Regions from separate parts of the Mus musculus genome. Here all the other regions are linked to region 1. A link is a contact called in public promoter capture Hi-C data. All regions are on one chromosome and are shown on one strand. The core of a region is the stretch at or near the end of the contact, and the rest is flanking DNA. Distances in the headings are between cores, read along the strand shown.

The links. Promoter capture Hi-C pulls out the DNA fragments that hold promoters and counts their contacts.
Region 2: a promoter capture Hi-C map of liver shows a contact between it and region 1, with 2.8 times the contacts expected there. The contact joins the promoter of Cbx8 here to the promoter of Pgs1 in region 1. A contact is called at or near these places in 3 of 39 promoter capture datasets (liver, pre-B cells and stem cell-derived epiblast-like cells) and 1 of 115 datasets of contacts at active chromatin or transcription factors (pancreatic cancer cells).
Region 3: a promoter capture Hi-C map of liver shows a contact between it and region 1, with 2.2 times the contacts expected there. The contact joins the promoter of Prcd here to the promoter of Pgs1 in region 1. A contact is called at or near these places in 3 of 39 promoter capture datasets (the 3T3-L1 cell line, embryonic stem cells and liver) and 1 of 9 other capture datasets (liver).
Region 4: a contact with region 1 is called in a promoter capture Hi-C map of liver, with 2.3 times the contacts expected there. The contact joins the promoter of Tbc1d16 here to the promoter of Pgs1 in region 1. A contact is called at or near these places in 4 of 39 promoter capture datasets (the C10 cell line, embryonic stem cells, liver and 1 more).
Region 5: a promoter capture Hi-C map of liver shows a contact between it and region 1, with 2.1 times the contacts expected there. The contact joins the promoter of Cbx4 here to the promoter of Pgs1 in region 1. A contact is called at or near these places in 1 of 39 promoter capture datasets (liver) and 1 of 115 datasets of contacts at active chromatin or transcription factors (pancreatic cancer cells).

What each region holds. Positions count from the first base shown.
Region 1 is chr11:117,984,577-117,990,798 of GRCm38.p6, forward strand. It overlaps Pgs1 (phosphatidylglycerophosphate synthase 1), which reads left to right and starts at 2,281. Exons shown (of 10, transcript NM_133757.2): 1 at 2,281-2,437. The coding sequence starts at 2,304.
Region 2 is chr11:119,037,148-119,042,872 of GRCm38.p6, forward strand. It overlaps Cbx8 (chromobox 8), which reads right to left and starts at 3,766. Exons shown (of 5, transcript NM_013926.1): 1 at 3,635-3,766; 2 at 3,201-3,244; 3 at 2,947-3,012; 4 at 2,785-2,851; 5 at 1,289-2,372. The coding sequence starts at 3,703. The coding sequence ends at 1,530.
Region 3 is chr11:116,654,410-116,660,447 of GRCm38.p6, forward strand. It overlaps Prcd (photoreceptor disc component), which reads left to right and starts at 2,699. Exons shown (of 5, transcript NM_001163318.1): 1 at 2,699-2,898; 2 at 3,129-3,197; 3 at 4,889-4,967; 4 at 5,324-5,418. The coding sequence starts at 2,828. The coding sequence ends at 4,910. It also overlaps a transcript of Cygb not described here.
Region 4 is chr11:119,226,100-119,232,057 of GRCm38.p6, forward strand. It overlaps Tbc1d16 (TBC1 domain family, member 16), which reads right to left and starts at 2,400. Exons shown (of 12, transcript NM_172443.3): 1 at 2,297-2,400. It overlaps Ccdc40 (coiled-coil domain containing 40), which reads left to right and starts at 2,473. Exons shown (of 21, transcript NM_001364767.1): 1 at 2,473-2,648; 2 at 2,929-3,063; 3 at 4,526-4,595; 4 at 5,374-5,958. The coding sequence starts at 3,035.
Region 5 is chr11:119,081,629-119,087,520 of GRCm38.p6, forward strand. It overlaps Cbx4 (chromobox 4), which reads right to left and starts at 4,609. Exons shown (of 5, transcript NM_007625.2): 1 at 4,321-4,609; 2 at 4,129-4,172; 3 at 2,935-3,000; 4 at 889-955; 5 at 1-673. The coding sequence starts at 4,389.

The sequences.
Region 1 (6,222 bases), core at 1,031-3,530:
TTTGTTTTTTGAGACGGGGTTTCTCTGTATAGCCCTGGCTGTCCTGGAACTCACTTTGTAGACCAGGCTGGCCTTGAACTCAGAAATCCACCTGCCTCTGCCTCCCAAGTGCTGGGATTAAAGGCGTGTGCCACCACGCCCGGCTCGCTTTCTTTCTTTCTTTCTTTCTTTCTTCCTTCCTTCCTTCCTTCCTTCCTTCCTTCTTTCCTTCTTTCTTAGATACTAATGCTTTTGTCTCCTGAGGGCTGGTAAGGACCAGGATTACAATGTGGGCTACCATGCCTGCTTGAGATTGTCTTTTTACCACTCTTTGATAATATTTTTTCATTGTCTTAAAAACTAGTATATCGGGGCTGGAGAGATGGCTCAGGGGTTAAGAGCACTGACTAGCTCTTCCGAAGGTCCCGAGTTCAAATCCCAGCAACCACATGGTGGCTCACAACCATCCATAATGAGATCTGATGCCCTCTTCTGGGGTATCTGAAGACAGCTACAGTGTACTTACATATAATAAATAAATAAATCTTTTAAAAAACTAGTATATTATTTATTGTTATTGTGTGTATATGTATGCTCTGGAGTGGGCACATGTGTGGAGGCCAGAGGACAATTTCCTCAGCAATCTCCTTTATCCATTGAACCATCTGGCTGGACTTTCCTTTTTAATTTTATTTTTATTTAAATTTCTGAATGCTCATTTATTTTGTGGGAGCAGCAGGCACACAGATGCTATGGCGCACATGTGGAGGTCAGGGGACAAATTGAGTCTCTTTCCTACTATATATGTTTTGAAGTTGAAACTCTGGTTGTCAGCTTTGGCAGCAAGCACCTTTATCTACTGAGCCATTTTGCCTGCCCCTGGTAAATTTTATAAGTGATGCCATGAAATATTATTCTAGGGTATCATATTCTCATGGAGCTATGGCCATCCATTGTATTGATACACCACAGTGTATCTAGCCAACTCCTTCACTGAGATTTTTTGTTTGTTTTTCAAGATAGGGTTTCATTGTGTAGCCTTGGTTATCTTGGAACTCATTCTGTAGACCATACTGGTCTTGAACTCACAGAGATCCATTTACCTCTGTCTCCACAGTGCTGGGATTAAAGGCGTGCACCACCACCACCACCACCACCACCGGCTGTTTCCACACTTTTCAATAATGGGAGAAAGACTGAGATAAATATTCTTTTGAAATGTGTCATTCACTTTCCTGAAATAGTTTGGTGGAGGTGAAATTCAGAATGTTAGTTCAAGTGTTACAGCTTTAACTCCATCATCTCTGGGGTAAAGAGAATTATGACTGTTTTACAATGTTTCTAGCTTCTAAGTCCCAGAGCATGTGAGCCAGGGAAGGAATTAAGGGCATGAAAGTCAGACAGGGGCAGAGGAGGGTCAGGCCTCAGGGTGCTGAACTGAGTGATGATGCACACGAGTGCGGGCACAAAGCAGGGGCTGGCTATCTGACAGGTGTTGGGCACTGAGCTATTGCAAGAATCCTTCCTCTTGGAGCCAGGCAGGTGAGTTGAGGGCGTAGGGCTCAGGAAGTTATCAATCTGACAGGTGTCAGGACTCTGAATGATCACTAGCTTCCTCTCTCCTGGAGCAATGCAGGTGAGTTTAATGCGCATGGCGGCAGCTGTCAGTGTGACAGGTGCTAAGATGCCACTGACATCCTCCTCCTTGCTCCCTCATGTGAGTGCATGGCAGCAGCTGTCAAACGGACAGGATTGAGGCGCTGAGCAGTTACTAGCTATTCTCCCTCCTGGACTCTCATATGTGAGCGCAGGGTAGCAGCTGAAAGTCTGCGCTGAGCATCCTTCCTTCTTCTTGGAACAAGGCAGATGATCATAGGTCGCAGGGCAGCAGCTATCAGTCTGACAGGACTCCGGGCGCTGAGCTGTTATTAATCCTCCTGGACCTTTATGTGAGCGCAGGGTAGCAGCTGGAAGTCTGACAGGTAGTCTGGTCGCTGAGCATCCCTCCTCTTACAGCAAGGCAGATGAGCATAAAGTGCAGGGCAGCAGCTGCTAATCTGACAGGATTCGGGGTGCTGAGCTGTCACCAGCATTCTCCCTCCTGGACCATCAGGTGAACTTAGGACTGTAGTCCATGCCTCCCGCCCTTGAGCTCCCTGTCTGGCGCGACGCGGTGCCCCAGAAAGGATACAGAGAGGCAAAGACAAGGGAATACAGCCTATGCAGCTGTCACTGCCGCTACCGCGCCTGCGCGCTGGCTCCCTGTTCGCGCTCGCACTGTCAATAAAGTTCTCGCGCGCCGGAAGCGGAAGCGGCGGGTCTCCATGGCGGCGCCGGCAGCGGGCCCGGTGTTCTGGAGGCGGCTGCTGGGCCTGCTGCCTGGCAGGCCCGGGCTGGCCGCGCTCCTGGGCCGCCTCTCCGACCGTCTGGGCAGGAGCCGGGAGCGCCGGCGCCGGAGGTGAGAGCGCTCGAGAGGGCCGGGCGGGGGGTGGGGGACTCGCTGTCTCCCCGCGTGCCGGCGGCTCAGCCAGGAGCCCCGTGGGCGTGCACCGTGCAGGAGCCACCCGGGGCGAGCTCGGGGCTGCGGCCCGGCCCTGGGGCCAAGGCTGCTGTGCTCCGGGCTCGGGGCGTGAGTGTGGCAGTCGGGGTTAGAGCGGTGAGTTGGCCGGAGTGAATCAGCCCTGCGGGGACCCGGTGCAGGCTGGCTTCCTCACATCCTGCCGGAGACATTTCTCAATCCTGACTCAATCGGTACTCAGGCCCGTGAAGAGGAAACACTCGAAACTCTTTCTGCGCGCGTTCGAAAGGCTTGTTTCTGGAAAAGTACTGAAGTGGGTTGTGTAAGCGGTGAGGGAAGCTTTGAAGCAGTTTGTTCAGGCAGTGGTCCTTTAAAGGAAACATTTGCCAAGAACAGGCTCAACCAAGAGGCCTGATGCTATTGCTAATTTTCAGGAGCGCGCGAGATAGATATTGAGATTGTGTGTTTGTGTGTGATATTCTCTCGTGTGGATATGTTTAGAGACTTCGTTTTCTTTTTCTTCAAATGCTGGGGCCCAAACCCAGAACTCCATGCACACAAGGCAGGTGCTTTACCACTGAGCCACATCTCAGCTCCTCCTCTCTCTCTTTAAAATAAATAAAACAATTAAAATAATGACTGTGTGCTCAGGTGGTGGTAGGGGAAGTCGGTTCTCTTTTACCACGTGAGTTGAAGTGATTGAAATCGGATCATCAGGCTTGGCAGCAAACTCGCTGGACCCCCAGTTCTTTTAGAGACACAGTTTCATGTATCTATACTGGCCTTAAATTGAGTAACTCAGGTTAGCCTAATACTCCTGATTCTCCTGCCTCATGTCCAATGCTGACTCCCAGGTGTGAGCTGTAATGGCCCATTCTGGTTCTGTGAGTAAGATCTGTGGGTAAGATCTTGTCTCTAGATGGCTTGAGGTGCAGTCACCTGCGTTGGTTCTAGATGTGGGTCATTGATTTACAGAGTAACAGGGAGCTTGCCAACCCAAGCACAAATTAGACTTAGAGGACCTACTGAATGACAGAATCAAGGCAGACAGGCAGTCTTATCTCAGGTTGCCTGCTGATCAGAATGGCTCTTTCCCCCAGCCATTCGATTGGACGGTAGAATCAGGTGACGCTTATTACATCAGGGCACCAGACCACTGAAAAATGTTAGGTTTCAAAAGTTCTGCCTGAAAGAGGAGCAGTTTAGGAAGCTTTGTTGATTTCCTTTTGGTTTGTAAACCTCAGTATTCATTGTTCAGCTTTGGTGCTGATCTCTGAAGGGGGCTCAGGCAACCTACATGAACTATATCCCCTATACCACTGGGTATCAAATTCTGGATAGGCAAGCACTCTACATGGAGCTGTGCCCCTAGGCCTGACAGGGCCTCACCTCAGGTTACTTTCGAATATCCTTTGTAGCTGATGGTTATGAATTAATGGCCCATTTGTCTACAAGTGCTAGTCTTACCAGCATGTGTCACTGTGCCCAATTTCATGGGCTAGATAGGGGACATTTCCAGGGCCTTGTGTATGCTAGGCAGTTAGATAACTTTACCAACTGGGCTACCCTCCCCCCACCCTCTGCCCTAGTGTGTGTGCTTTGTAGCCCAGGTTAGCCTGGCGCACTGGGTCCTCCTTCCTTAGTCTCCCGAGCACAGGGATGACAGGAGTGCACCTTGCTTTTCAACTCCTGCTTTATCTTTTTTTTTTTTTTAAATGAAAAGCTTTGTTGTGTGCCCATATGTGCATCCTAATTATTGAACACAAGTCTTTGGGCTTGGTTGCAGGCAACTTTACTTGTTGAAGTATTTCATTGTTCCCTTTAAAAAATTAAAAAAAAAAGATTTTGTTAGTTTGATTGAGACAGGTTCTTACTTTATAGCTGGCTGGCTTGACTCTTTATGTAGACCAGGCCGGCCTCAAACTCATAGAGACCTACTGGTTTATGCCATGGAGTGCTGGGATTAAAGGTGTGGCCACCACACTCAGCCCAAGATTTTATTTTTATTTGCAGTTATGTGTGCTTCCATGTGTAGGTGCGTATGATGCAGGAACCCTTGGGGGTCAGACGAGGACATTGGAGTCCCTGGTGCTAAAGTTAAATGCACTTGTAGGAATCAGACTTAAGTCTTCTGCAGGAGCAGTGGACACTCGTAACCCCCGAGCCCTCTCCAGCCCATGAATGTTCCTTTGAGACAGGATCTCAGTCTGTGTCCCTGGCTGTCCTAGAACTTCTACGTAGATCAAGTTGTATCTTTAATTTTTCTTTCTTTTTTTTTTTTTAATTTTTCTGAGGCAGGGTTGAATGTAGCCCAGCCTGACTCAGGCCCGCTATGTTGTTAAGGGTGGCCTTAGCTCCTGGATGGGGGATGGCAGGTGTGGTGTGGCAGTGAGGGTAGTCTCTGTAGACTTCTTACGTGACTCATGTTTCTTTGAGACAGGATTTCATTCTCTTGGGGTGGCCTTGAACTCCTGATCTTCCTGCCATCCCCTGAGCTCTGAAACTGCCAGCATGTGCTACCACACGCAGCTCAGCTTCCCCAAAATCTTTGCAGTACTCATGGCTCCGTATTTCTAAACCGAAGGATTAAGTCTACAGTTGAGTGGGGCTGGGGGTTGAGTGACAGACTTGTGACAGTCAGTCTAGGACTCGAGTTCTTTGCTGTGTGTTCAGAAGCTCTTTGTTTTACAGTTCTCAGGGTAGGGGCTGGGGTTGGTGTTTCCACCAATGGGTGACCCTGCGGGTCTTGTCCCCCACCTCTGCCTTGTTTGGCTGGCAGCTTTTTCTGGTTCTCCGGGGCCTTGGTGTTTGGCATTATTTATGTCAGTTGTGGCCACTGACTGTCAGCTGCTGGCTTTCGATTCTTCTCCATTGTTCCACTGCACCTCCCAATTCCTCATTCCCCGAATGGTGTGGTTTCTTGTAATTCTCTGATCACTGATTCATTGATAATAGCTCTGTGTAGTCATGAGCTTAACTTATTTTAGATTCTGGCTTGCCAGTCTGACTCAGTCATCGGGGACTTGGTGAATCCTTGCGGCCAGCAGGAGGAGCGGTTCTTCACCGCGTGGTTTCCTCTCAGGCTAGGAGGTGCCCATAGAGACTTAAATGAGAAAATCGTTTCTTATTAGTGATCTTGAAATACTGTTGCTTTCTCTGAAGCAAGTGTCTGACTCACTGTCATTGAGAGAACTAGACAGTTCATTTATTCCTCGTGTGGATGGGTCATTGCTCTTCTAGGCGAGATAAAGGCACAGCCCTGCCTTTAAAGTGTTTCAGCCTATGAGCAGACAGTTCCAGGAAAGTAGGGTGGAAGGTCATAGTGACACCCAGGAGAGGCTTCTGAGATTATGGAAGGCTCCCAGTGGCAGAGCCCAGAGCTGTTTGGAATGAAGCAAAGTGAAGAAGGGGGAGTGGGCATTTAAGGGGGGGTGATGTGAGCAGGCGTGGGGGGGGGGCAGTGCTTGAACCATTTCTAGCAGCTGATGGAGTGTTGCTAAGTAGGAGAGGAGCTAGGAGCAAGTCAGTGTCCTGGGCCAGAGACCTTGGAGGCAAACGCTAGGTCCTTGTGTGATTTCGTTTGTGAATGGCGCAGGCCTGAGATTGGTGGTGGAGGTGCTCCTGTGATGTCAGGGCAATGGGAGGGAAGAGTTAGTCCTGCACTGGGGATGCTGCTGAGGTAGGGCGTCGGGTGACTGAACCGGAGTAAAAGCCACAGGTTTGGG
Region 2 (5,725 bases), core at 2,516-5,015, 1.1 Mb after region 1:
CGTCTGCTGGCCCTTTAAGGGCGGGGAGGGTGGAGAGGCCGCAGGATCCCTGCTGGAAGCGGCGACTGTAGGCTCGGGGACAGATTTGTGCTTTTGAGTCCGAGCTGCGCGCGGCGCGGTCCGGAGTGGGCCGGGACCAGGGACGCAGATGGTCTCGGGGCACACTGGTCCCCGGCCGCTCCCGCTCCACCTCGCGCTCCCCCGCCCCCTGCGGCGGAGTCTGAACGTCGAGTTCACGTGGAGAGCACTCCCAGAATCGAAAAGGACTATAAATTACAGCTTTTGCTTTTAAGAAAGGGGGAAGAAGGAAAACACTAAAGTTCTACTGCGCATTCTTGGATGGAAACCCTGCCGAGCCCCTTCGGCCATGAGCTCCACCTGACCAAGTTCCAACTCGGGCTGCGACCCCCGTGCCCAGCCCGACCGGCCTGGTGCGCAGCCCGCTGCCCGCCCCGCAGGGTGGCTTGGCGGCCGCTCGCTCCTCTAAAAGCAGGACCCACCCTCCCCCCGTCGAGCCAGGCTTGTCCGAGTCTTCCTGGGAGGTGGGGCCGCCCTGTCTTCTGGCGAATCTAGAGGACGCAAAAAGAAAAAGTCCACCCGAATATTTTTCTTGTAAAACAACTGTCTGGCGCTCTGGGCACTGACACGCAATCCTCCCAATTTATCCTGGCATTTCGGGAATGTAAACAAATTCGCTGGATTTCTTTTCTCTTTGCAAAAGTAAGGGAAGGAATCGAGGTAACGGGGAGATTTTTGTCCACAGGACACGCACACACAGTCCGCGTGTACGGCACTCACACCTCCATAAAGTGCACCCTCCTGCTGTGGTCGGGGAGAACTGCGGCCCACTCACTCGCGACCTTTTTCTACCTTTAACAACACACGTGAGAAAGTTATTCGAGTTGTTACTTTCCCCCCCTAGTAACCCTCCTCATCTTAAGAAAAAAAAAAAAAGACAGAAAGAAAATAGAAAAAAGAAAACTGGTCTGACCCCACCCCCCTTTTTCTGATTGGGAAGCCAACCTTTTGTTGGCCTAGCTGGCCAATGGGGAGGAGAGCAAAAATCTTCTGCGGTGCCAGGAGGGTTGGGAATCCGGCGGTGGAGGGAGGAGGTGGGCCAGCTGAGTCCCTCCACACACCCTCCAAAATCCCAGGGCCCAGGCCCCCAACTTTGCTGGTGCCCTGCAGGGACAGGGGCCCCTCCTGTGCCAGCTCAGTCTATCTCCCCTACCAAACCACAGTCTCTCTCTCTTTCTCTCTCTCTCTCTCCTCGTTTAAATAAAAGAACTTCAAGAGTTGAAATATATATATTTAGATATTTTTCTCTTAAATAACATATTTACATCTAATAGAAAATAGAACTCTAGAGATAATTTTCCAGCCAGAACTGAGGACGGAGGAATGAAAGGGAAGAGGGGTGTGAAGAAGGACAGGACCAGCCAGAGGCCACAGTCACCCAGAAATAAAAAGCACTAAGCCATTTGAGCTCACTCTCCCCTGCACTGGTCCTGGGCTCCCACCCCGGCAATTCATCTTTTTTCCTTAAAGAATCCTTGGTCCGTGTTGCTCTCCTTAATGGTGACGGTCAAAAAGTTTGAGGTCACATCTGTAACGACCACTTTCTCCAGGTTAGTCAGAGAGGGGCTCCAGGACTCTTCCTCTGGGTCCCCCAGGATCCTGGCCACTGGGATCCTGGCGATGAGGGAGGGCCTTCCCCCTTGCGCCCCCATGTCCCGATACAGGCTTCCCACTGAGGCTGGGGTGCCTGAACTATGTCGAACCCTGGCACCACCAGGGTCCAGGGCACCTTGGCCTTTGGCCTCCAGGAAAGCAGCCCTGTGCTTTATTACCCTGGCTGGAAAGGTGTCCACAGCCAACTTGCTCGAGGCCTCTGCTGAGCTAGGACTGGTCACACCATATTGCACCAGGTCTGAGTCCTGCCTTCGAGCAAGCTGGATCACACTGTGGCCAGCTGGGAACTTTCCTGTCCCAGAAGAGGTCTCATCCAGCTTCCTGCCTTTCAGGTACTCTCCAAGGCCGGCACTGGGCTCTCCCAAAGGTCTCTGTGAAGGGTCCAGGGGCTCCTTCCTGGGTTTCGGTCCTCGTTTCTTGGAGCTGTCCCCCGGTGAGCTGGGCTTGTCGTCTACACGGCTGGTACCCCTGTCCCTCTCTCGGTCCCGGTCCCGAGGTGGGTCTGCCCTGCAGGTACTGGTGCTGCTCCCTGGTGGGGGTAGCCCCGTGTTCCGCAGGCCCTCTCGGGCCCTGGAAGTAGACGCCAAATCCTGGGGTGAGCGGCCTGGGTAAGGGATCCGGATGCCTCTGGTAGAGTCACTTCTGAATTCATAGGTTTTGGCCTTTGCCTTGGCCTGGGCCTGCAGAAGGAAGTTGTTGTGAGGAGAAAAAAGCCCCGCCCCCGCCCACCCCACCCCCCCACGACCTCTAGCCTTGACTGCCCAACTTTCCCTGGATGCCTGGGAAATTCTAATTGAGTGGGGAGGTGGGCTCTTAGTAATAGTCTGGGGGAGGGGAATGAGGGTTTGTCTGGAAGAAGCCATTTGCAACCAACAGACTCCTTGTGTAACAGAGGTCTACTTGGGATGGCTGGAGGGGGGGTGGGAATGAAGGCCTTCTGGTGCAGCTAAGTCCTGCCTCTAGAACTCCGTGATGGGGCCTCTGACAGAAGTCCAGATTACAAATACACACAAGGCAAGGGCACCCATTGATTTACAAGCCCTGCAGATCCTCCCTGAACGGCACACTCCACCTCTGGAGATCGCAACATACCTTGAGAAGGAAGGTTTTAGGCTTGGGTCCTCGCTTTTTGGGGCCATAGAGCTCCATCTCCCGTTCCCTAAAGAAAGAAAAGAGAGAGAAGGGGGTGTGTCCTGGCTGCACCGAAGTCAGCGTGTATGGGTTCTAGTGAGTGGCTAGGCTAAGGGTCTGTACCTTTCCTCAAAGGCTGCAAGGAGGCGAGCATCCAGAATATTTTCTTCGGGCTCCCACGTGCTGTACCTAAAGGAAACCAGGAAGAATGGAGCATCAGTCCCTGGAGCAGGAGAGAGAGGACAGAGTGGAGGGCGTGTATGTGTGTGCAACTTTTCCGGCTGCCTTGTGTTGTATTTCAATGTGAAGGGGAAAAGAGGAAGAAAGAACCCTCCTCGATATCAGTGTGGGGTAGCGATTGCATATAACCTACTTACTTCTGCGACCAGCCCTTCCATTTCACGAGATATTCCATGCGTCCCTGCAGATGCAAAAGGGAAAATGCTTGTGTATGTGTGTGCGTGGGGAGAAATGCATGACGAGGACACAAGAAATACACACGAAAATGCATGCACCAAATGAATGCTCCAAACACTACCGCCAAAGGAACCAGTCCACTGCAGCACCCCTGCAGAAACGCTGCACAAAGTGCATGCACCGGCATTCATCCCCCACCCCACCCCCCATCCATGCAATCTGTGCAGGGCTGCAAGTCTAAGGAGAGCGCTGGGGCTGAGCCGCCGCCGCCGCCGCCACGGCCGCGGCCGCTGCTGGGACCTGGGGGAAGGGAGGCTGGGCTGCAGCAAGGGGAGGGAGCCTGGGCCCTGGTGAGGGAGAGTTCGCGTCGCCGCCCGCCTTCCCCTTCACCTACTTTGCGAATGCGCCGCTTCAGGAGGGCTTCGGCCGCGAACACCCGCTCCCCCACCGCCGAGAGCTCCATGTTGACTCGCCGCTTCCCCCCTCAGCCGCTTCCAGGAGCAGAAAAGCAGCAGCCAGCCCTCGACAGCCCATAATACTCTCCCGCTGACGTCAGTTCTCCTCCCTCCCCCGCGCACTCTCCCTCCCTCCACCCCCTCCCAGCGCTTCCTCCCGCCCCACGTGTTGCTAACGACGTTGCTAAAGCCAAGCGTCCTGGGCCCGTTCTGCGGGCGCTGATTGGACTAGCGCCCGGCCACGCCCCTCTCCCCGTCTCCCCTGCGTTGCTACGTGACCCGCGTTCCAATAGCCAGGAGGCGGGGTCTCTGTCCACTCCAGAGACCCAGAGGGAGGGGGAGCGAGCCGTCAGCGGAAGTGACGCCAAGCGGGGCGGGCCCGGCTGCTGTCAGTCTGCACGGCTGGACAGGGGGGCCGCTGCCCTAGGCTCCCGCCCCTGGCCCCCCTGCCTGATTGCCCAGCGTTTCCCCGGGTGCGTGGCTTGCCCCGCCGAGCTATTAGGGCTCCCTGCGTAGGTGCCAGCCAGGCGCTGCCCCTCTGCAGACCCAGGCCCTCCCCACCTGCCCATGCCCTAGCTGGCGCCATCCTGGTCGCCAGCCGCCGTTGATGCACAATGCACAGGTGCTGGGGCGCATCGAGCCGCGCCCGAACCCCCGGACCTACGTCGCTTGCGCCGAACCTACTAATTCCCTGACCCCTCCCTTGCGGCCGCGCACCCTGGGTCTCCATGGCAACGCCCCCTCCTCCCTTCTTCACCAGTCCCATCCAGCTAACAAATCAATGAGCCTGCTCTTGGTCTCCAGTCGCATAGCGCTGCCCGCGTCCACCCTCCGGGTCCTGCGAGCTGGCGTGGGCGCTTCTCCGGGCTCAGAAGCCCAAAGCAGACTGGCACAAGCCAGTGTTTACCGCCTGAATCCATCCTGAAGCGAGACCCTGCAGGAGGGGTCGCGAGCCTCCTCTTCCCACCCTCATTGTCCCCAAGTCTCAGCTGCCCTGCCCCAGCCTCTATTCCTGACCCAGCCTGCAGTTTCCGTCCAATCCACTCCTCAGTCCTGAGAGAAGTCAACCCTGACCACATCTGTCCCGGCCTGGGTGGGTTTAAGGAGCCTATGACCATCGAGGCAGAGCCTAGAGCCTGGCTAGCTCTGGAGGCGCCGCGGCTCTGCTCCAGACCTGGGTGCAGAGCTAGTGCACTTTCTGTCTCGGGCTCTTCTAGACGACGTAAGCGTAAGCGGGGGATTCCCGACAAACATCAGTATGGACTTTGAGGGGTGTGGCGGTATCTAGTGCGGCCTGGAAGAGACACCCCCACCCCCACCCCCGACGCGAAGATGGCAAGTCCCAGGTAGGGGACGAGGGTCGCGCAGAGATGCCTCAGTCCCTTTTACACACCTGAGTACACTCAATGACCTTTTGCTCCTAGGCTCTCTTTCCTCCCCTCGTGGTAACCCCTGTTGAGGCGCGGGGGGGGGGGGGGTTCAACAGCAGCTATCCCCACATTGCCCTTTTACTACCCAAGCTCCAGATCACAGAGCCCGACCTCGGAACACACAATTTATTTAAATCGCGATATCAACTTGGCTGAAAAAAGTTTCCCTTGGCCAAGAAGAGGCTGGGAAAAGGGGAGAGAGAAAAAGAAAAAACGACGAAGCCCGGAAAACAGCGAGCTAAGGAGTCTGTTTCGAAAGGCAGGAAGCCCAGAGCGCAAAGCTGGCCTCGGGTCCAAGGCGCTACACACTGCACGCGCCAGTGCTGGCCTTGGGGCTAGCTCCGAGTTGGGCCCGCTGCGCCGGTACTCCCCAGGCCTCCTCTTGCATCAACAGTCGCAGGTTCCAGTTTTTGGCTTCACTCCTAGACATAGTAAGGTGTGCTCCAGGTGAGGAGTCCTCTCGGTTCTCAACGAACAGCGGATCCAGGATGCCCACATCGCCCCGGCGACCTTCGCCCGCCGCCTTCAAGAGACCGCCGACGGCTGGGTCCTTAATCATAAAAAGTCATTCCTGGTAACAAATAGTTTCGTCGGCCGGTG
Region 3 (6,038 bases), core at 1,449-3,948, 1.3 Mb before region 1:
GGGTGCGGGTCTCAGCTCTCGACGTGTGGTGTCTGGACGTGTGTGTGTGTGTGTGTGTGTGTGTGTGTGTGTGTGTACACCCTTCACGAGGTGGGGATCTGACTCAAAGTCAAACACACCCAGGCATCGCCTGCTTGGGAGGAGGAACTTGCAGACAAATCCGGGCTTCCCCTGTAGCCCCGCCACTCCTGAGCCTGAGACTGGGCCGAGGCACCCGTTGTCAGACGTGGGGACCTCGAGTTCTGGCAGGTTTAGAGCGATGGGCAGTCTCTCTTCCCATCTGCTGGTCCAGCTGGCTCTTGTGAACTTGTGCACATGTCCAGTCTGGGGAGCCAGAGACCCGTGCCCCACTTCCCTCCCTACGCCTGCGAGCAGGGAGTCCTGAGAAGGTAGTTAATGATAGGTAGATAAGGACCAGACACTGTCCTGAATTACCGTCCTAGCCCTAGCCGTGGTGGAGTGAAGTTCCACAGAGAGGCAGTCAGTCAGGTATGATGGAGAGGCTCTGGGGAGCCGGAAGTCCTGAGTAAGGCACCGGACAGTGAAGACATTTGTCACCATCGAGAGTTCAGTTTGAGAACCAGAAGGCAGATCCTTCATCTCCTTCTTAGACTGCTCAGGGAGAGGTGACACTGGGACAGAGGGGAGGAGTGCAGTCTTGAGAGACCCAGAACCCTCACCCTGCCAGCAGTTGCTCAGACCTGGCTGTAGACAGCAGGGACCCTGAGACCACAGAGGGCCTGCCTGGTCCTGACACAGATAAGTGCACTGTCTCTGGTTCTCCTCAAGGCTCCCAGCTCAAGATGAGGAGGAGCCCTGCTGCCCAGGAAGTGAGTGGCTCTCCTCTTCAGCTTGGGTCCCTGTTGATTTAAAATCTTTAAAGGTATTTGCCTCACAAAACTTGATGATCTGAAGAGTTCCGGCCCTAGGACCCACGGGGTGGAAGGAAGAGATTGACTCTTTTTTTTTTTTTTTTTTAAAGATTTATTTATTTATATGTAAGTACACTGTAGCTGTCTTCAGACACTCCAGAAGAGGGCGTCAGATCTTGTTACGGATGGTTGTGAGCCACCATGTGGTTGCTGGGATTTGAACTCCGGACCTTCAGAAGAGCAGTCGGGTGCTCTTACCCACTGTGCCATCTCACCAGCCCGAGATTGACTCTTACAAGCTGTCCTTTCTCACACACACACACACACACACACACACACACACACACACACACACACACACACTAATAACAAAAAAATTTTAAATTTAAAAAACACAGACTTGAAGGTTCAGTCACAGAGGGTTAACAAGAACCTTTATAGGCCCAGCAGGCTGCTCCCTGGAGCTCAGGGTTGGGGTGTCTGATGTTACTCCTGGCCAGGAGACATTACCTCCCACCTTGTTTAGGAAGGAAAACTGAAGGTCCTGGAGAGGTGATGGCCCAGGTGGGTTTAGGTCCCAGCATCACTCAGCCCTTGTCTCAGCCCTGTGTTGCTGACTCAAGCCCTACTGCCCAAGGCAGCTAGTTGCCCAGGAGGTCCAGGTGGGATGTGCAAAGAGTATTTCTATCGATTCTCAACTTCTCCTCTGACTGTTGTATCTCCATAACATAGGATTATATTGGTACAGTAGTCTAGTATATAATTGATAAGCTTATAATTTGTATCTAAATTACATAAGATTGTTATATAAGATAGAATTTATAGTTCTGTCTGTGTGCACACCTCGACTCTGCCTTTTACTGCAAAGGGAGTGTAATTAGGAAAGCTCAGAAGGTGCAGGGGAGGCCTGGTGCACGCGCACGCATGCACACACACACACACACACACACACACACACACGCACACACACACGCACACACACATGTGCACGCACACACTCTCACACACATGCACATACTCTCACACACACGCACACACGTGCTCGAGCACACACACACACACACTCACACACACACACACACACACACACACACACACACACACACGCTCTACTCTCTGGTCCTCCTGGTCCCATCATCCATCTCTTCTCCTCTCTGCCATTCTCTCCTGCCTTGGCTGCGACAGTGCAACTCCCCTGCCTCGCAGCCTCGGTCCCTGAAGACTGGCAAGCTTTCATGTCAGCAGCCCGGCAGAGTTGGCTGAGGGCCCGTCCTTCTCTGGCACCTGCACGTTCAGACACCTCCTGTGATAGCTCACTCTTTCTCTCCCGTATGGGAGACTGAACTTAGGGCCTTGGAACCCCAGGCAAGTACTCTGCTACAGAGTTATCGCCTCAGAGCTCTTTGAGACACTCTCATTAGGTTTCCCAGGCTGGCCTCAGAGCTCTCTGGAGCTCAGCCAGGCTTTGAACTTGAGGTGCTCCTCCCCTCCCCAGTGGCTTACAGGTCTTTGTCACCGGGCCAAGGCCCCAGATCCTCTTTGAAGCTATCCTTGATGCTTCTAAGTCCTCAAGTGCTCTGCAGGTACATTTAACAGTGTATGGAAGTAGCTCACTTAGCTCGATTGCACTACGTGCCTTGATGCCAAAGCCCGGATAGTAGTGAATGTTCTGGGTAGAACATTCTGGAGGGGCACTCAGGGTTACCTGGCATGCCTTGAAGGAGGCTGACTTACTCTGCCACTAGAGGGGAGATCTTGGGCCTGGTGAGTTTAATCTCTCTTCACAAGGTCAGGTCTGCCCACTCCACTAATCAGCTTGAACGTCCTAATCCCTTCCCAGGAACTTCAGGAAACACAGCGGTGGCTTGGGAGAGGTAGGCTGGCCATTGTGGCTCCCCGGCCCTGTGGCCTTCTTCAGCGGAGTTGGTCGTCGGTGGGGATGGGGCAGCTGAGCCATGTGCACCACCCTCTTCCTGTTCAGCTTGGCCATGCTGTGGCGCCGTAGATTTACCAACCGAGTGGAACCGTGAGAAACTGATGGGGCTGTGGATTGGGGTCGTGGGTGGGAGGGACCACCAGGGAGAGTTACAGACAAGCTGGTCTGGAAAGGAATTCAAAGGACACCCTGGAGGGGTCCCTCTTGGAGCTAGTGGTGTGGGTTGGAGCAGCCAGTGCTGTGCTGCTGGACTGTGGTAAAGGGGTGGGGCAGGGGCTGAGCACTGCCTACAGGTTCTCTTGCCTGCTCTTCCCTTCCAGAGAGCCCAGCAGAGTGGACGGGACAGTCGTGGGCAGCGGCTCAGACACAGACCTTCAATCTACCGGCAGGTGAAAGAGAGTCAGGAGTGGGGAAAGTAGTGCTAAGGAAACTATTGGTGTGTGCGCCTGTGTTTGTGTGCGCATGCGCGCACAGGCACTCAAATACCGAGTTCTAGCCCTAGCCCTAGCCCTCACCAGTCACTCCTTGTGTAGTGGGCAGGTTAGGTGGCAGAGGGAGTCCTTGCTCCTCTTTTCTGAACCAATGCTGTGTGGCTTTGCTTCTGTGATGTGAGTGTGGGGCAGTCCCCAGGAGGACCTTCTGTTGGAGGAGCAGGGAGCAGAGGGAGGAGGCAGGAGCCACTCTGGGTCGATTTGCTGCTCTCTTGTCCTTGGCCCTCCTCCTCCTCCTTCCTCTGCCACGGACGGGCTCTGCAGCTCCGTTGCCTGAACCTCCAGCAGGATTCGCTGTCCAGTCCCCAATAGAAGGCGCAGGAGGTGCATGACGTCATCGACACTAAGTGTCATTGGCTGGGCTGCCCCTGCGGGCAGGACGCTGTCTCCAATGGCCTGAAAGTTAACTCTTCCTTAGGTTGCAGCCATGTGGCCTTTGGGGAGGCAAAGTTGTGCATTCTTCCTGACTTTTCCTTCCCTGGTTTTCCAGAGTCTCCACGCCCGTCAAGACACTACAAAAGTGTCAATTTAGTACCTATGTGTAAGGTTATGTCCCGTGGACTCCCTAGCATGGGCAGGATCCCAAGATCAACTCTCACTTTTAGTGAAAACAAAGGGCAAAAAAGATCTCCCGGGCCTTCAGGATTTGGGGCCCACAGGAGGAGGGTGTCCTTACTAACTTGGCTCAAGTCAGTGTGGGCGGGTAAACACATACCATGCCCCCTAAAGCTGGAGTTGTGGACAACAGCTGCACAGCTGCGGAAGCACAGTGGAACTGGGAACTCGTGCTAGCTGTACTCTGGGCTGCATAGTGGTACTCCCGTCTGCATGGCCGTCCTCCCGGCTGCATAGCTGTCCTCCTGGCTACATAGCTGTCCTGGTCCTGGCTGCATAGCCGTCCTCCCGGCTGAGTACTTGATGGGTGCTTTATGTTTCCCTAGACCTTTCTCTTTTTCATTCTCTCTATTTATTTATTTATTTATTTACTCTTTTTTCGGTTTATTTATTTATTTATTTACTCTTTTTTCTTTTATTTATTTATTTATTTATTTATTTTGAGACAGGATCTCACTATGTTGCCCTGGTTGGCCTGGAACTTGCTATGCAGACCAGGCTGGCTCCAAACTCTCAAAGATCTGCCTACCTCTGCCTCATGTGCACTGGAATTAAAGGGGTGCTGTACTAGTGCCAGCTCCCAAACTTTTCTTATACAGTAATTCTCAAAAACCATAGGCTTATCAGGACATGCATGCTTATAACTGCTTGGTAGTGACTGAGCAGCAGGAGGGGGAGCATCTGACTTCCAAATATCTGTCTTGCCCACAAAGAAAAGGTGGGGGTCCTAGATCTCCTGACAAAAGAGAAAAGGCCACACCTGGGGACCATTTGGGCAGGCCACATCTGCTGCCTTTTAACTCCTCGGCACCCAGTTAACTGGAAGAGTTAGTCAGACAACAAGAACAGATTGCTGAGGGGAACTGCCACAGGGATGGCTGGGGGTGGCAGAGGTGGAAGTAGGAGGAAGAGTCCCCAAACACGACAAGTTTAACTCTTCCATCTCCCTGACGCCGGTGCTTCCCTCTGTTCAGGGAGAAAGGACCTGTGAAGTAGACCGTCACTCCTTCAGGCAGCCCGGCTCTGCGGACTGCGGCCCGTCGGCCCTGACAGGTAAAGTCAGGACCAGGCGCTATGGAGTTTAGAAGGCAGGGCGTTGGTCCAGCCATGTGGGGAGAGGGAGGAAGTCTTCAGCTCTCTCGATCGCTGGTGGAGGTTGGGTGAGGCTGGGTTTATCTTTGAGCTTGCTACTTATGTTTCAGGCCATGGAGCTGGAGCTGGTTTGAAGAGAATTGAGTGTGATCCTGACATGTTTTTGAGGCTTGGGGGTGAGGCGGTAGCTGAGCTTAAGTTCTGAGGGCAGAGTTGCAGACTTCTAAGGGAGAGGCAGTGGAATGGGCCATCCTGAAATACACATCTCACCTCTGGGCACAGGGGAGTGCGCTGAACTGTCTGACTTTGCGTTCTAGCTGGAGTCCTGGTTCACCTCCCATCTAGGAAGATGGTGTGGGGCTGGAAGCGGAGGCAGGGAGGAAAGAAAACGGGAGAAACGGTCATGGAGAAGGTAGGCTTTCCTCCACGGCCCCCAGGGTTGCTGCTAGGCAGGCTGTGACTCGGGCTCCTGAGCAAAGCTGGACTGGCAGAAAGAACATGGGATGCTTAGGCCTCCTGGGTTCTCATTTCCGAGTTCCTGCTCTAAGGGACTGCCAAGCTGGAGGAGGCACAGAGAGGGGCTTCTCGGGGTTCTTCAGGTTCTCTGAAGAGAATCCCAGCATCTCAGGCAAGGGCCAGGTGCAAGCAGAGAGCGAGAAGACTCCAGAACCAAGGGAAGAATAAATGCTAGCTTGGGCTTAGTCATGAAGGGTTCCTCCATTCATTCTCCAGTCCAATCCTGAGCACAACCCACAGACTATACATACTCCTTCCGTGGCACCCACATGAGAAGACACAGCCCATTACCACGCTACTAGGTGGGGGATCCAAGCTTAACCCCCCTACTCAACTTTGCTGCTGATTGGCAAAAAGGGGTTTCTGTTGGCCTGGCCACCTGCCAGCTCAGGAGCTATTCCGCTAAACCCCTATGGTCTAGGGCTGGGTTGTGTCGCTCCGCTTCCTGTGGCATCTGCCTCTTTTCAGTCCCGAGAACTCACCCTGTCATTGGCTGCGCTCCTGAAATTATCAGTA
Region 4 (5,958 bases), core at 1,150-3,649, 1.2 Mb after region 1:
ACCTGTGTAACGCCTGCACAAGAGCAAACCAGTCAGCCTCCAGCTAGGAGAGAAGGCAGTCCACAGATCCCACCTCTTACTGAGGAGAGGGCAGTTGTCAGCTGCTGGAGGAGAGAACACTTGTAGGTTTCCCATGCCACAGCGGGTGGTCCCACACATATGCACTCGTGGGCAATGGAAGCACACATCTGCAATCCCAGCACTTACGATGCAGGGGCAGGGGAATTACTATGAGTTCTAGACCAGCCTAGGCTGCAGAAGTGGGGAGAGAGAGACTGAGTCTCAACAAAAAGTTACTTGCTGTCTGCCAGACACTTGGGCGGTGAGGTTTTGAAGAGGAACCAAGGAACAAGGAACCCAACGAGAGCCAGTGACTGGTGTATACTGTCTATTTTTGGAGACCATACAGGGTTTTTTGGGGGTTTGGTTTGATTTGGTTCTTTGAGAAAGAATCTACGTACCCCAGGATGGCCTAAAGCTCACGCTATAGCCCAGGCTGGCCTTAAATGCACAGAAATCCCCCTGTCTCATCTTCCCAGGCACTAGAATTGCAGTCCTGAGCCACCATGCCTAGGGAAGATGATTTTATCACTGAAGTTTGTCACTCAAAATCAGGGCACAGAGAGGCCAGGACAGTAGTGGGGAGTTCTGTCAGCCCAAAGGCCATCCTCTCAAAGGGGGAAGCTCCAAAGCAAAGAGTGCTCCTCGGGAAGCAAGGACCTCCCAGCCGCCCCCCCCCCCCACCCCTTAACAAAGCCCTGTGAAGAGCAGGCCAGCCAAGTCTGTGCTGGGTCACATGGCATCATGTGACATCATCTTGGGGTAAATGTGAGTAAAATAGTTCTGTGGATAAAGGTGACTGCTGCCACCAAGCCAGAGGGCCTGGGTTTGAGTCCTCTCAAGACTCATGTGGTGGGAAGACAGAACTAAGCTCCACAAGCTGTCCTCTGAGCTCCATACAGGCACCACCAAGACACATGTGGGCACACACACCCCACACAATAAATAGTCATAATAAAAAATGTGGTTTTGAAAGCTTATAAACTGCAGCTCTTTCACGGGCCTGTTTTCGCACAACGAAAACCCACACATGGTGATCCGAGGCTGTTAACAGACACCGTGATTGCCAGGAGAGTCAACAGTTCCCAAGAAGAACTTCCTAGCTATACTCAAGACATTCCACTCACCAGAAAGCTATGGGGGGGGGGGGGGGACAAAACAAACAAACAGAGAAAAAACCCATAAGTACTGCTCAGCTAAGAGATCCATCCCCAGCAACCAGCTAAGAACCAACTCTGGTAAATTCCCAATGGGTGAATCTTAGCCGGCCCCTGTGCCCAAAGTCACCGCACCACTAAGTTCAATATTCGCTATCAAGGTTAATGTCAATATTTCTTCCAAGAGCTACATACATAGTTTCTTTTAAATTCTTTGATCAGTTATTAAGATTTAGAGTGGAGCCCCTAGTCCCCGGCTCTTTGCACCCATGTTCTGACCAGTATGCTTGGTGACAGGACACTTCCCCTCTCTCTCTCTTTCCTGATAAAGGAAGTTGACAGAGTCCATGGAACAAACTTTAACAGAGTCAAGAGACGCTTTTCTATTCCCCTATTTCTGAACGGAACCTGGACTAGATTGTGGCCAACATGTGACACCGACTTCGGAGGAACAGGCTTTTCTCACCGCGCGTTCTGGCAGGGTTCCGTGGGTTATTTTTAGCAATCTTAAATTGCCCTTTTTTCTTTTTATACTATCCCTTTTTTTCTTTCTTTCTTTTGAGGAAAGAGAGAGAGAGAGAGAGGCGCGCAGGCTAAAAAAGAAGCGAGGATCCTGACATGGGGCCTCTTAAATAGCCCTGACCATTTCCCCCTAGTGCCCCAACGCTAAGACCGCACACGCCCCAGGAGGGCATGGCACACCTTGGGGGCTCTGTCTGACAGTGCAGGAACCCCATAAGTTCTTCGCATGCTCAGACCAGCCAGCAAGACAAAGACCGCAAGTGCCCCGGCCCACAGCTCCAGACAGGCGAGGACCGAGTCTCCTCGAGTGGGCCCACTCCCAAAGCAGAGAGTCTCACTCGAGGGTGGAGTTCCCAGGGCGTCCCCAGCAAGATCCGGGTTCCTCCGCATCGCCCCCGCCCAGAGCCCAGAGCCGGTCCCCCAGCCACTCCCGGACCCCCGCGCAGCAGGCCCGGGTCCGGTGCGTGCAGATTCCAGGGTACCCAGGAACCGCCACGTCGTCCCGAGTGGACCCCAAAATCCCCGGCCCGCGATCCCAGAAGAACCCTGATACCCACCCGGGTCCCGCCGCGAGGGCTGGACACGCGCCGGCTCCAGGAGCCACCACCGCCGCCGCCACTGCCACCGCCGCCGAAAGCGAGGCGCGGCGGGGAGGGAATATGGAGAGGCCGTCCCCGCTCCGCCTCCGCTCCGCCCCCGCTCCGCCTCGCTCCGCCCCGGGGCCCAGCCCCGCTCAGCCCGGAACGCCAGGCACTAACTCCAACCTCAGGGTCCTGCGCATCCGTCGACCCCTGCTCGGGGCTTTCTGCTGACTCTGCAGGATCTCGCCACGCGCCTAGTACCCCGGACCCTGCCCTGGATGGGAGCCCTGTGCCCTCGATCCGAAAGGCAGGGCCTCCCTGTACCCATGTATGCGCTCACCCCTTGCATTTCTATTTCTCAAACTTAGGGTTACGAAGGAATGATGCTCCCCAAAAGGTACTGGTTCTTGAGTAACCCAAAGCTGGAAGTGGAAGAGCCAGAGCTAGGCGCGTTTCCCGGACCCAGCATCCCCAACCTGCCTGCCACTTTCTTTGAGTCCCTGAACATCATCAGGGTCACTCTACGGGAACTAAGTCCAGCCGGGAAAGTCTGGGACACATGGCGACGGACAGGCAAAACACATTTGTTCTTTAATGTGTTTGCTTAGTGTTTCTGTGTGAATCGATGGACGCTGCCAGACCCCGCCTCCTGCGGTCTTGGAGCACGCGGTCCAGACTTCGCCGGATGTTGATGGCGTAGCCTAGCAACGAGAGATGGCGGAGCCGGAGGACCAGGCTGACGGGTAAGCCCCGCAGGAGGGATAATAAACCCACCAGATGTTTTCACTAAATTTCTGCACGCAGGTACCCCCACCCGGACCGCCTTCTCCTTCACTTCTGTGCCCCTTCCCGCTCTTCTCCACTTTCTGGACCTGTCCTACACTACCCAACCCACGCTCCCCCATGTCCCCTATCTCTTGCACCTTCTGTTCTTTGTCCTTTTCAAGCGCCCCCCACCCCCCATCATTCCTTACTCCTAGCCCCTGCTTCTCCTGGACTACAGACTTTAACGCCCCGCGGTAACCATGGCAACCATCATGCTTGATAAACCCGCTGCAAAGCAGGACTTGGATGGATGGGACGCCGTTCAGTATTACAAGAGTGGGAAGAAAGGAGGAGCAGTAGCTCCGTTGGGATTGGGCTAGGCCCATACCTCCCCCTGCAAGATGGATTCCCCTCACCCCCATCATGGTCTTGAGGGATAGACTGATCCCCATCACTGAGTGAACCCCAAAATGCTGTTGCCGGCACTGTTTTAGGTTTTGTGCAAAACAAAAGCAAGTTTAAACAGTTCTATTTGCTCAGACTTTTCTGGGTTGTTTCATATAGTTAAAGTCCTTATGGACACCCATGGAAACACATCCAGAGTATATCCCACGAGAAGGCTAACTGTGAAGCCACAGGTATAGAATGAGCTCCAACTTGGGGAAGACTTGAAATGCAAAGATTCTGAGCAAAGGCAGGTGCACAAAATGCCTGCTCCAGTGGTGCTGGGAAGCAGAGGGGGGAATAGCCCAAGCTCTCATTGTCTGTGAAGCAGAAATCTGTATTCGTTTGTTTTTTAGAAAGCTAGCTTAGCTTTTTAAATAGTCTTAAATATTGCATGTGGCATATTTGTAGAAGTGGTGTGTGTGTGCACGCGCGTGTGCGCACATTCGTGCAGAAGCCAGAGGAAGATTCAGGCGTCCTGCTCTATCTATCTCTACCTTATTCTCTTGAAGCAGAACCTCTCATTGAGCCTGGAGCTTGACTGGTGGCCAGCAAGCCTTAATAGTCCTCCTGCCTCAAACCCTCACAGTGCTGGAGTTCAGGCACAAGCAACTGTGCCTAGCTCTTACGTGACTGCTGGGGGTCCAGACTCTAGTTCCTAACTAAGTTTTTGAAAAGCCAAAATATTTTACATGCAAACCTTGGCTATGTTGAGAAGTAGAGACGGCATGCTGTCCTCTCTCCTGAGACCTTCTCTGCTTGGCCCCAGAAACAGACTTCGCTGGGGTGTTCTCACACGCCGCTCCTTTCACGTTATAATTGCGCCTTACGTTCATTCCCATACCACATTTGTGGCCCGTGACTAGCATGGCCCAGCGATGGAAGAGTCTCTGCTGGCAGCAGAGTGGAGGAGAGGCAGAGGCCTTACCAGTGAACAGCTGGTATGCAGTGTGCATGATAGGGCTGTGAACCAGTGTTCCCTGTCTCTAAAAGCAGGTCACAGCAGGAAGGCCAACAGTCTTCTGCCGAAGAGGACTCGGAGCAGCAGTATACTGAAGGCCCTGAGGTAACGTCCATTCAGACCCCTATGTGCTAGGAGACAAATAGACAGGGGCCAGGGACCATGGGACCATCATCGTACGCTCTGGGACCATCTCAGTTCAGGCACGGAGAAACTCGTTCCCTTCTCACTGTGTTCTACTGGCATTGTTAAAACCGTCTGACCAAAAGCATCTTAGAAGAGGAAAAGATTTATATGGCTTTCACTTCCAGGTCATAGTTCATCCCTGAGGGAAGTCAAGTCAGGAGCCTGAAGGCAAGCCTGCTTGCCAGTCAGCATGTATTACCTCTAACTAGAGAACTCACTTGTGGGGCCCACACTCACTCACAGCCAAGGGAGTATGACAGGAACATTGCATACCGGCTCATTCGCAGCTTCTGCTCAGCTAGCTTTTTTATACAGCCCATGACTGCTTATGTAGGAAATGGTGTTGCCTGCAGTGGGCCAGGCCAATGAATAGTCAAGACAACCCCCCATCCCCTACAGACAGGCCAGCCTTCTCTAGTCAATTTCCTCCCTTGAGACTCCCTTCTCAGATTAAGATAGGCTGGGTCAAGCTCATTCCAAAGTGTTAGCTTTCGGTGATAACACGCCAACCCTCACACTGCCTTGTATTTTCCAGAGTTCATGCTTGTAACACGTGCCTCTAGAAAGAGGCAGTAGTTACATCAGACACAGAACATCATCTCTTGGGGGTGGGGAGATGTATATAGATGTTCTTGTAACCCTAAGATCTCTCAAGATTATATTTTCTTCCCTGGGATTTCTTGCCGCCCTGTAACAGGTATCACCACAGCTGGAAGACAATGGCCAAGAAATTGATGAGGGCAGAGACCCCACCAGAAGTCCTGAAGAGGACATTACAACTGAAGGCGGGGGCGGATCTGAAGGGGAAATGATGGATGCTGAGAAAGTCAGCACGGATGGGGAAGCCATCTCTGAAGGAGAAGTGGGGTCCAATGGAGAGACTCCCCCAGAAACAGAAGTGGAATTCATTGGAGAGACCGCTCCAGACACAGATGTGGAATTCATTGGAGAGACCTCCCCAGGAACAGACGTGGAACCCACTGGAGAGAGCATACAGGAAACAGAAGTTGAATCCATCGGAGAGGCTACCCCAGGAATGGACGTGGAACCCATTAAAAAGACCATGACAGAACTCAACGTTGAATCCATCGGAGAAGAAACCTCAGAAACAGACGTGGACTCCATTAGGAAGGCCCTCCGAGGAATAGACTTGGAATCTATCACAGTTGCCTATCCGCCAAAAAAGGCTAAACACAGAAAGGTCAGACCCCAAGCGGAAGTTGAATCCACTGGAAGAGCTGCCCCAGAAGGAGAATTAGAAGTTTCTGACCACGAGAAAGTA
Region 5 (5,892 bases), core at 3,359-5,858, 1.1 Mb after region 1:
CGCCCTGGGGATGGCGCTCCTCGGCAGCACGTTTCTTGTGGCTGGGGGAGCGCGCCTCGCCCTCGGCGGCCTCGCCCGACTTGATTTTCACTGCCTGCATGCCGTTCTCCATGTACTTGCTCATAACGATCACGATGCGCCCATTCTTGTTCTTGTTCTTGACGATTTTCATCTTGCCCCCAATACCATTACCGGTCACTGCCTCCTTAGGGGCTGGTGTCATGCCATTGGGGGGGCCCTTTTCCGAGCCCTTGCCTGGAGCTCCTGCCCCTCCCCCCAAGGGCTTCACGGCCCCGAGGTAGCCTTTGGCTGCAGCTCCGTGGGCCCACTTGTCAGGAGGGTGGCTCTTGGTGCCCAGGTCTGGGCAGGTGGGGCTGGGTGCCTCCTTGTGGCCGCCCTGGTACTGCAGGTCGTACATTTTGGGGTCTGGCTGGTAGGGGTGGTGCTTTTTGCTATTTAGCTGATAATAATACTTGCCGCTCTTCCCTGGCGGGGGCGGCTTACCGGACCTCTCCTTGCTATGTGGCTGGTACTGATGGTGCTTCTTGCTGTTGAGCTCATACTGGTGCCCCTGGCCCTTGCCCTGTGTGCCCAACTCCAGCTTGGCACGGTTGTCAGCGGAGGAGTCTTGAAGCCCAGTCAGAACATTGGAGCGTCGGGCAAAGGTGGGCACCTAAGGGGGAGAAAGAAGGGGAAAGGTTGGCCCTATGGCAGGCCAGGAACATCGGGAATACTCCAGCTCCCACGGGTGGAGGTTGCATCATAGGGGGTGGGGCCAGAAGTTCTAGTGCAATTGGGGTGCTCCCCCGGGGAACTGTAAGTAATTTGGGAAGCAATGTTTAGGGAAGGGCTCGTGCTGGGATCCTGGGACCAGCTCAAAGTATTCACCTGCACCACCAGCGGTTTGGGCTTGGGCCCTCTCTTGCGATATCCCATCAGCTGCTCCTGCCTTTCCCTGGGGGAGGGAACAGAGCCGCAAGGTTAGTGTTGTTCTCAGGTTTCCATAAGGTCAGTAGCACCCTGCTCTCCGACCCTCCTTCCTTTTGCTACAGAAAGGTAGGGATCGGCTGGAGGCAAAAGGTGGCCTAGGTCTGCTGGGGACCTTTCTTAACTTCCTCAGTAACACTCCAGCTTCTGAGGAAGGGGTCCCCCCACGTGACACTGAGATGTAAACTTGCTCCTCCCTCCCTTCCCCCACCTGCTGCAACACTGTATCATGGTGTCCAGAAGATCGCTGCTTGGCCCTAACAGCACTGAGCACAGCTTTGGGCCTGTGGCTCTGCAGACAGCTTACTGGGTTTAGGAATTCAGGGAACAACAGGAGGTGCAAGCTGACCTTGGGACCCTTCCTGATCAGAAGCATGGATACTAACTACCTCATTAAGATTCAGAAAACAAGAGCCGAGGTTGAAAGGGAGGACTCCTTTTCTCAAACGGCCAGGCATCAAACGGAGGGACTGAGCCCTTGTTTACATAGCGGCAAATAAGCCAATTAGGGTTGGGGATGGGGACTGCCTCTGAAGCTAGCTAAGGTCTAGCCAGGTTCTCAGCCACCTGGTGAACCAGAAGTGGCACTACCCCACCCCCCAGCCAGTGGGTGGGGCGGCTGCCCGCAGCACCGCCTCCTCAGAGGAGCAAGATCCTTTCTACTCGGATTTCCAAATTAATAAAGTTCAAGGGTGGGGGTGCCTTGATCACCACCAGCAAACTTCGCTTGCTCTGGCCACCCAAAGAGCGACTGATTGGCCCTGCCCAGCCCTCCATGAGCCAGTCTCCCGAGGTTGTCAAATTCTGGATCGGAGACTCAGTCTCCAGCTACCCCCCACCCCCAAGCCCCTGAGCCAACCCGGAGGAGTTCTGCCATGCCCTGGGGCCGGGTTGGGGTCTGATTCCAAAGTTGCATGGCATTGCAACAGCCTGGATTATAATTCTTCGGGGACCCATTATGCAACATGGCATCAGCCGCTGACATGGTTACAGCGTGGAGAAGTCCCAGGTGAAGTCGGTGGGAGCAAGTTTCCTGCCCTACACCCCCGGTATTCTGAGGAAGCAACTTTAGCTCTCAGGGTCTAGAGTTTACAGTTTTAGTGGCAAACGCTCCACAGGAAATACTTCAAAATAAAAGAGGGATGGAAGGCTGGGGGTGGCGTGGCTCTGAGGACTCCTCCCCCTCCCCCACGCCCGCCCTCCCTCTACGAAACAGCGAACCACAGCCACCAGTGGTGAATCCAGCTGCAGCAGCTGCATCGTGGCAAGCATCTGTTTGCAGGAGGATGGGCACCCCACAACCACCAGGCAGCGCTCACTCATGCCCTCGGGCCAACCTTCCGCCGATCTGATAGAGCAATTTACCCCACAAAATACAGCAGCGAAGGTTGTGAGGCGCTCAGGCTCGGGACAGCATCTATTCACTGTCCCCCAGCCCCTCCTCCCGGAGGTTGGGGGCATAAGGCCTTGTCAACTTTTATCCGGTTGCCAAAAGGTTAAGTTCAGTTCCATGACGTTCGGGGCGGTTTCACAATGCCAGCTCCTTCAGAGCTGCCCCGCGAGGTGCCCGTGCCAAGCCAGCAGTGGCTGCAGAAAGCAACACCTAGGCTCTGGGGGTGGGGCTCCAAGGTTGCCAAGGGAGGGGGTCACGGAAATTCAGGTACAGTATTCCTAGGCAGATCCAGGGTCATCCCCACGTAGTCTTCCAGCAGTTTCCCAAAACACAAGCCTACCTTCCCCAGCCCTACCCTGCCCCCACTCCCAAGCTGCAGCAACCGCCAAGGACGTTGGTTAGAGAAGCCCAGGCCGCAGCCTTGCCCATCCGGATTTGTTGGGGGTGGGGCTCCTGCCTGCCCCCTCCCACCCCTTCCCCTTTTCCCACTGCTGCAAGCAGTCATCCATCCCCTATGGCCCACCTATGTATGGCCAGGGCAGCAGGCTGCTCACCTGTTCTGGAAGGCGATCAGCAGCCGGGGATCCAAGATGTTCTCCTCTGGTTCCCACGTGTTATATCTTGCAAGTGAAAAAGGAACGGGGCGGGGAGGGGGGGCAGAGTGTAAGAAAAAAAAAAGGCCAGGTTGGGAATGACATAAGGCCCTATGTGGCTTCCTGAATCAAAGGCTATGGATGTGGAGGGTAGACAGTAGGTTTCTTAAGGCTTAACATGGCCCTTGATTACCCCCCAAGTTAAAATACACACACAAGGGCAGGAGGAAAGGAGGGGGTGAAGAAAACGAAACTAGCAGTTTATTTTGCAGTCGTCAAGAATTTTAAGCATGTTACTGTGACGTGTTCCAAGGCCACTTTCCTCTCCAGAAACCCTCCGTGCAAAGCAGCCCAAAAGCAAAGTCGCAGTCCCCCTCCCTATCCCCAGCCCAAGTCTCCAGTAGGGCTTCAGCTGGTCTGCATTGGACCCCTAATCCGGTAACTCACAGCTCAGCGCCCCCCTCAAGGCCCAGGAGACCGCTGTCACTGGCAAGCAAACCCCAAATACTCAGCAGTACAAAAATATGCCTCTCTTTCCCTCTCCCTCTCCCTCTCCGAGTGTGTGTGTGTGTGTGTGTGTGTGTGTGTGTGTGCCTGCGCCTGTCTCCATCCGGTGCCTTCGCATTTCAAATTAAAAAAAAAATTCCCCATCGAAAGAGCTGCAGTGACAGTTCCCAACATTTTCTGTCTTTTTTCTTCCCTACCCTGCACCACCAGGAGGGAGGACGCATACAATTGCATTTTCGTCGCTTTTAAAAAAAATTTTTTTTTTTTTTTTTGGTTTTGCAATATGGAGCCGTTCGGTGGAGGGAAAGGGGAAAGGAGCCATTTTCTGCTGCACATCAGTCAGTGCCTGCGCCCTCCCTCCCTCCGCCGGCCTCCCGGGCTCGGCCCCGCGTCTCTCCAGCTCCTCCGGCTCCTTTTAGCGCATAAATTAGTGATGGCATTTCCCGGAGAGCGGAGCACAACACAGGGCGCCCGGCTCGGGCTCGGCTGCTCCGCTTCCCAGTGCCTGCCACCGACTTCCCCACCCCCTCCTCTCTCCACCCCACCTCCACCCCGCCTCCCGTCCGCTCCCCCACCACCCCACCAGCTCCACGGGTCTGCTGGCCAGGGCGCTTGGTGCCGAGGCACCCGGCCCCCGCCGCCACTTACTTGGGGGACCAGCCTCTCCATTTCACCAGATACTCCACTCTGCCCTGTAGGGGGGGAAGAGACAGCACTCCATCAGCTTCCGCGGGATCCCCGGCTCCGGCCCGCAGCCTCCCCACCCCCTCCGCGCCTCTCGCTCGCTGCTCCCGCCGCCGCTCCCGCGCCTCGGCGCCGCCACCCGCGCGCCACCCCTACCTTGCGTATCCGCTTCTTTTCGATGCTCTCCACCGCGAAGACGTGCTCGCCAACAGCTGGCAGCTCCATGGCCGAACCCGAGCGCTCAGGGGCGCAAGCGGCCGGCGCGGCTGCAGACACAGCTAGCTCCCGCCGGCGCCCCGATACGATCCTGCGCGTGGACCTCGCCACGCGCCCGGCCCCCGCCGCCGCCACTCGCCCCTCAACAGCCTGGCCGCCGCCGCCGCCGCCGCTGCCTGCACCCGCCGGCTCTCAGCTCGCGCTCGCTCGCTCGCTCGCTCGCTCAGACAACTGAGCCCGGGCCGCCGCGGCACGAGAACTCATGCAAATCCCGGACGTCAGCGGGCGGGGCCTCGCAGGGCCCAGCTCGGCGTCAGGAGGCGGGACGCGCCTCGGATTGGCGCAGCCCGGCCTACCCGAGGCCCCCGGTCTGGGCAGCAGGGAAGGAGGAGGGCGCGGGAGGAGGCTGGGGAGGAGGAGGGCGCGGGGAGGTGCAGGGGAGGGATCTGAGAGCCGGGAAAGTGAGCTGGGGCCGCGGAATAGAGGTGTCTCTGCCTAGGCGGCCAGGGTGGGCACCTCGACCGGGCCCACTCTGATCCGCAGCCGGACACTTGGGACTCTCCCGTCCCCACCCTCGGCCTCTGTTTCTGCTTGTGCAAGGCCCGGGGATCCCTGCTGGGGGCCACGGAAGCACCCGCTGCACTTTACAGTTGCTCCCAACTACATCTGTCCAGCAGAGCTCTGGAAGCACAGGGGACTTTCCGGCAGGGGGCGGAATGGAGGCGGGGGCAGTTCAGGACCCCACCCTCGGTGCCCACCGCCCCGCCCCGCCAGTCTCTGGGCATTTAGGCCGCGAGGTGGGGAGAGAAAGAGCCAGAAGACTGAGGACTTGGACAAGTGGAGGAGCACGGAGAGGCGAAGACAGGGACAAAGAAACAGCTGGCCACGGGGCATTTAGCACTCAAGAACCTCAGCAGAAAGGGGCTCTGAATCCGATGCCACCCAAGATTCTGAACGGCTTCTAATTTACACTTGGTTCACTCATTCGCGGGGAAGGGGCAGTTTCTAAGCAAGGCCTCTTGCTTAGTCTGAGATGCTGGGAGAAGAGAGAGAGAGAGAGAGAGAGAGCGAGAGAGAGAGAGGGGGAGAGAGAGAGAGAGAGAGAGAGAGAGAGAGAGAGAGAGAGAGAGAATGAATATGGGGGTGAATGAGTCTGGGGGGTCCAAGGGGACTTCGTGGGGCTTCATGGAAGAGCCTCAAAAGTAAGAGTGGGGAGGACCAAGTAGATGTTGAGGCGGAGGGTTGGTGGATGAGTGGACTGCGAGAAGGGGAGGGGAAATGGCCAAGGAGCCACAGTGTCTTCCTGAATTCCCGTCCTCTGGTCTCTGACAGCCAAGCCCTGCTGACGCGGCCTTTGGAGCCCTGGAGTGTGAAGTTTAGCACCTCGGAGCCGGCCAGCCCCGCACGTTCAGGGGTATTCAGCGCCAGCGTCCGGCTGGGGGAGCTGCTGCGCCAGACGCGGCCTTCCGAGGGCGCCACAGTGGGCCTGGGAGATCCGTGGGGTCGCAGTGG